2 separate regions of the Gossypium hirsutum genome follow, and region 2 is linked to region 1. A link is a contact called in public Hi-C data. All regions are on one chromosome and are shown on one strand. Each heading gives the region's core, a stretch centred on a gene start, on an enhancer-like site or on the middle of the called end of the contact. The rest is flanking DNA. Distances are from core to core; before and after follow the strand shown.

Evidence for each region. A called contact is a pair of places that touch in the nucleus more often than the background predicts.
Region 2: a contact with region 1 is called in a Hi-C map of leaf, with 2.1 times the contacts expected there. The contact joins two enhancer-like sites. A contact is called at or near these places in 2 of 34 Hi-C or Micro-C datasets (callus and leaf).

The regions. Positions count from the first base shown.
Region 1 is chrA05:14,420,000-14,423,089 of Gossypium_hirsutum_v2.1, forward strand. It overlaps LOC107913605 (pyruvate dehydrogenase E1 component subunit beta-3, chloroplastic), which reads left to right. Exons shown (of 4, transcript XM_016842252.2): 4 at 1-742. The coding sequence ends at 386. Among protein-coding and RNA genes, the nearest start is that of LOC107913605, 4.0 kb to the left of the region's middle. Within about 2 kb of position 1,557, at least 1 of the 9 cell types and tissues checked has an H3K27ac peak or open chromatin away from gene starts, as enhancers often do. A contact at or near this core is called in leaf, where this site is marked.
Region 2 is chrA05:14,490,843-14,493,932 of Gossypium_hirsutum_v2.1, forward strand. LOC107958416 (mannosyl-oligosaccharide 1,2-alpha-mannosidase MNS3) reads left to right here. Exons shown (of 7, transcript XM_016894179.2): 6 at 133-281; 7 at 397-1,106. The coding sequence ends at 643. It overlaps LOC107958415 (potassium channel KAT1), which reads right to left. Exons shown (of 10, transcript XM_016894178.2): 6 at 2,715-2,954; 7 at 2,507-2,605; 8 at 2,172-2,405; 9 at 1,449-2,091; 10 at 1,104-1,292. The coding sequence ends at 1,150. Among protein-coding and RNA genes, the nearest start is that of LOC107958415, 3.9 kb to the right of the region's middle. Within about 2 kb of position 1,644, at least 5 of the 9 cell types and tissues checked have an H3K27ac peak or open chromatin away from gene starts, as enhancers often do. A contact at or near this core is called in leaf, where this site is marked.

The sequences.
Region 1 (3,090 bases), core at 307-2,806:
TGGTAAGGCCTGGAGAACATGTCACCATTCTAACCTATTCAAGGATGAGGTATCATGTAATGCAGGCGGCTAAAACATTGGTGAACAAGGGTTATGATCCCGAAGTAATTGATATTAGGTCTTTGAAACCATTTGATCTTTACACTATTGGGAACTCAGTTAAGAAAACACATCGTGTTCTTATTGTGGAGGAGTGCATGCGGACTGGTGGTATTGGTGCTAGCTTGATAGCTGCGATTACCGAGAATTTCAACGACTACTTGGATGCTCCAATTATGTGCTTATCTTCACAGGATGTGCCTACACCATATGCTGGAACCCTGGAGGAAGTGACTGTTGTTCAGCCTGCCCAGATTGTGACAGCCGTTGAGCAGCTCTGCCAGTAATTGCAAATTTGCAATAGCAGAAATATTGATGCATGGTTGAAGTTCTGTTAGTGTTGTCATGTTTATTTTGAAACCATTCTCTTGCGACTTTGTTTTCAATATATAAGTTTCACGAGTTATGTTAGTGTTATGTTTGTTGAGTTGTTCGTGGGTTTAAGGCATTTAGTTTGACCTTTGTTTTTTCTTGACTGAAATGGGCAGTAAGACCTTTAAGCAGTGTTACATGTAGGGTACTGGAAAATAAGTCTACATTTCCAGTTGCTGTCACATTACTACACACTATGAGACAAGCCAGTGTAATTCATTGTCTAAATTTTTCTTATGAAGGTGGTAATGCAAATAGTCTCATTTCTTCACATCCTTTTTTTCTCTTTAATATTTTAGTGTGTGTTCTTGTAGCTTTCATTACTTTTTATTTACATTCAAACTTAATCCCCTCGTAGCTGCTGTAAATTTCTGCTTTTGGACCATGCTCCAAAAGATCTTGGCTCCACTAGAAAGAGTTAGTACATACTAACACTAAAATATTTGGGTGTTCACAGCCTGGCTTAATGCCATTGTAGCCCAGCTAAGGTACGTTTCAAACTAACTTCAATGAAATCCAAAACCAACATTTCTTCATTTATTACGTTAGGTTAACTTTCTCAAATCTTATATATAATATAATTATGAATTTAGTTCCTAGCATTTACCCATTTTTCATTTTGGTCTTAGTTTATTTATTTATCATTTTGATCTTCAATATTTTAAATTTTATTTAAATTGTTTTTTGCTTGATGGAAAATCTAGCTTAATTGTTAAAATTTTAGTTGTACCAACATGACAACTTGCTGTCTACGTAAAATTCTAAAAAATTAATAAAAATATTTTAATATTCAATAAAATTTGAAAAAAATTGAGTTAACAATAAAGTTTACCTAAACAGTCATACGAGATAACACATTAGTGTTACTAGAAATTTAGTAGTCTAATAGAAAGTAATTTGATTCAACTTTGAAATAGAATGGAAGTGATAAAATATGTATACGCCAAACACTAGATTTATGTGAATCAATTAATTCGAGAGAGAATCCTGCTGAACGAAGAGTAAGGTGCCAATTATAGGCTGTCTGGTCAGGCCTATTTTATAGGGCCAACAAACTAAGTTTTGGCCTTTATGACATTTTGTTGGGAGCAGAAGCTAACTCGCGCTTATTTTGTTGCTTCCTTTTTTGGGCCCTTAGTCGAGAGTAGTTTGTGTATGCCAAACGTAGAACCCTCCTCGATCATATAAGATGAATCATGAATGAGATGATTGAGGAGAATTTCATGTGAATCACTGGAATTTGACACACCACATATATTTTATAATAGCTTTCTACCATCCCTTCCCAAGACCATAAATACTCTTCGGGTGGCTGCTATCGTGGCATTTGCGTAGCCACTAAAGCAGGACTTTTTTTTTCTTTTCCGTTGGTTGAGATGGTTAGTTGTCTGGTGGAATGCATGTGACTGGGTTGAAACAAGCATGTTCAGTGGCATTCTGCTCAGCATGTAAACGTTTCATACCCTGGAAAGGGTGTTTGCAGAGGCAATATATCATGGCCCGATGAAACAGCATAGCCTTAGGTTCACTTTGAAAGCTACCAAATGTGTATGGTAGCTGGTTTCATGCATAAGCAACCATTTCAGAGATCGACAATCTATTGCTTTCTTGATTTACATTCAAATCTACCCATGTTGAAGACAAGAGGAATAAAATCAAATTATCTATAAGCAGTAGCAGATTTCCTAATAATGAGAGAAGCCATGTTTGTATGTCCGACCCCAACCGCCCCTTCCCGCTAGCTAGTGCAGGTTTCCTCCATCCAGATGGATGAAGTTGTAGTTTTCCTGCTTTTATTTCTCTTATCTAATTTCATAAAAATGGCTGCCACCCTATCTACATATATCAGCATTAATTGAAATGTCAAAGATGATTTGATCTCGTTACTACTGATGATGGTGCTGTTTTGTTGGCTTTGATTTTCAGCCACATATAATAGACATATGCATGTGGGCATCTGGATGCATCAACCTACACTATCCTTCCCTAATTAGTTGGGTGCCCATGCCTTCCACGATAGGAAACAAAAGCTGATATTTACACACTTTTTCAAGTATTTAATAATATCCTTGATTTTTTTGCTATAGACGACTAGCTTCATGCAGTTTATCTCAGTTAGAGCCAATGAAGTTTTACTAATTTAGCTCAAACCTTAGGGAAGAAGGATGATTCACAGAGTAAAATGCCATGGCAGTCATGAGGTTATGACGAAGTTTCTATGCAGGATTAATACAAATTATTCAATTATAGATCAGTAGTGTCTCGAATTTTTTCATCAACGCCAATATGAAGTAATAACAGTTTATGTAGGATTGTTCCGACTGTCCTAAAGCGAGTTGTGACCATCTTTAGGGCTGTATAATTTTCAGGTTCTCTATCCAGAATGATTAGAAATAATACTAATAAATCTGAAGCTCGAAACTCCATGAGTTGCGGCTGGTGAAGACAATGCAGCAAACACTTTCTTTTAACTCCATAGTGTTTTTTTTTTTTTTATTCCAACTGGACATAATGGGGGTGTTTCTGCAAGTAGCGAGCACCTTACAACTACTTGTCAAGTGTCTTATTCCTTACAGTAAGGAGAAGCAAAGGATCAATAGTAGGTGGGGTTAATTAAGT
Region 2 (3,090 bases), core at 394-2,893, 71 kb after region 1:
ACTTGTTTCTCGAAAGCACTGACTTAGTTTTCATATGCACCAAAAAGGTTCATATTTGCTTATTCATCTATGTATGGACACACTTCTTTTTGCTTATAGTAATGATCTGCTGACTTGATCTGATTTAAACAGGATTATTTTGAGAGTGGTCTTGATGGCGGAAATAAGAGTTCAGAATATGTAAATGACATAATAATCAAACATGCAGACCGTCACAATCTATTGCGTCCAGAAACTGTTGAATCCTTGTTCGTGTTATATCGAATCACTCAGGATCCAAAGTATGCTCTTTTAGTTCTTTAGTTTCTACTCTCTTTCCTTTTATTTAATTTCTATACCTATAGATCTTGCATGGGTGCAACTTGTTTTTTCCCCCTCTAATATCATGCATTGCAGATATCGAGAATGGGGTTGGCAGATCTTTGAGTCATTTGAGAAATACACAAAGGTAGAATCCGGCGGATACTCTTCTTTAGATGATGTCACCACAGTTCCTCCTCCAAAAAGAGACAAGATGGAGACATTTTTCCTGGGTGAAACATTGAAATATTTGTACTTGCTCTTCGGAGATAGCTCTGTTATGCCACTTGATAAATTTGTTTTTAACACGGAGGCTCATCCTTTACCAATCAAAAGCTCTTAAGAGAAAGGCAATATTGTGAAGGGTAGCGTGTGAAAGCTTAACACCTGTTGGCGTGGGCACAGTTTCTACTGGTTTTTGACATGGTTTAGTTATTTATATTGTTATGAAGGCTGCCTATCCCTAGTTGGCCGGGATCCCCACTTTATCTAAGCGGTGGCTTGACTTTACATGCCTTCAACACATCGACGAAATTGATCTGCAATTAGACGCCTACAAAAACAAAAGTTACGTTGCCATTTACTTGGTCCACCTAATCATCACGGGCTTGTAATATTTGTTACGATAGACAACTTTTTTCAGGTTATGTAAGGATGGGGTTTTGCCCGCCAGAATTCGAGTGAAATATGGCCATATGTAATTGACTTCTCTGATTAATTTCTCTGATTAATTTGTGGTCCCAAATCAACTGATCCCGTCATATTTTTGTTAATATTTCACAATCATTATCATTGCCTCAAGGTTACATACCATCTGTAATGATCCATGATTGTCTCTTTTTATTGTCATCAGGTCACACTGAAATGTACATTCGCACATTCATTTTGATGGAGAAACAGATTATCACCGTCTCGAACGACGTGTACATCATCTATTTCTGCATTCTCGGCATTAACGACTTTCGTAAATGTGTAGCCTCCAAAATTTTCACCTGCAGTTTCACAATGTTACAAAATGAGCAATTATTTGTTACTTTTTTTCTTCTTCTTTTGTTTAATAAATTCGGATTCCAGTTGATTTGTAATTGTTTTCCCCTTACGTTTCAGATTTATTTTAAGCCCTTTTAATTATTTTTAGTCAGACTTACCAGCCACTCTGAGAAGCTCTTGTATTGAATCAGGTAGGAGTATCAACTTTCCAAGTTGCCTACTTGATGTACTGCTGCTCAGCAAGTGCATGTGAATAGTAACTCTCTTCTTGGTCGGTATAATTTCCTCCCTGTAAATGGGTGAATTGAAGAAATTTTGGGCCCAATTTCTATTTCCATTTGGACTAGTTGTTTCTGGCCCGATAATCTCTATCCTATGTTCATCATCTAAATTTTTGTTCTTTTCGTAGGTCTGTAAGAGCTCATATATGCTCTTGCTTCCCTGCTGCTCTGCCGATGCTTTTGGCGTCCTTGCTCTTGCATCTGGTTTATTAACGCCTGCTCCTCCCTCCACCAGAATCTTAACCATTTCATTATGCCCCTTAGGAACAGCATCATGGAGAGCTGTTTGGCCATCCTCTGCTGTTGAAATTCCTTTCATAGGGAATCTACCTCTTTGAATCGTCTCTATAGCCTCTGATCCTGAGATATTTATGCCTATTGCTTCTCTCTGTGATTGCTCTTCATATCCAGCACTCAAACAACTTCCTCCCATTGCTCCTTGCCCAAGCCTTGAATTCTGGATCAACTCCGGATCTATATTGGACTGGTCAAAGCTGCTGCTGTGAAGCCCATTTATTTTCTGCGAGAACAAACCATCAGTTCTTGTTCATGATAACATTGTCTTCCATTACTCTAAAAATTGTCTAGTATGATATTTACCATGTAAAGATTACGCATCATAACACGTCCTTCTTCTGTATTTATTTGTAAGATGCTCATCAGTGAGGTTCCGTTCAGTCGTAGTATTTGACAAAGCTCAGTGGTCCTAGCTGTGTATGGTTGTGGCCTACAACATAGAACTCCAACCTCTCCAAACATATCTCCTGCTGCAACCTTTTCCGTAACCTGTAAATCACATACCTGATAATGCCCATCAGCATGGGAGATTAAGTTCTGCAAATCAGGAATCAAACAGCCACCAAACTAATGTCAGAAATCGGCATTTTTTAGTTTATATATTATTATTCTACACCCATAAGAATAAGCCTACTTACAACTGCTCCTGAGACAAGTATATACAGATCCGTTGGGGCTTCATTCTGCAGAATAACATCTTCTTTGGGTGGAAAATACTCGGCATCCATTTCTGAAACCTTTGACAGGGTAATAAATTTGCATTAGCATCTTGTGAAATAAAATTCAAAGTGATGCATGTGTATAAGAAAGATATGGACAGATATATAACATGAGAAGTATTATTACCAACTGAAATAGGAAGTCATCAGAAACTCCTTGGAAGAGATAGGCTTTTTGCAGGATGTGAAGGAAGAGATGCTGTGCAATGCTTGAGCGGATGGCTTTGGGTAAACTATTTAGGGTCTCTTGTTGCTTCAATCCTTCTGCTTTGAACCTTAAGCATATGTGTGACATTATTTGATCTTGTATGCGAGGGGACAATTGATTTCGTGTCACAAATTCCGAAGCAGCTCTAACTGTATCCCGCTGTAGCACCCAAAAATGTAAAAGGAATGGTTTCTTATTATTAGCACTTCCAAGGCTAGACATGGCATCCTTGTCAAAAAGAAAACACTGTTGAATCTGAATATAAAGGGATGGAAGCTTGTCATTTAGTGCCTAA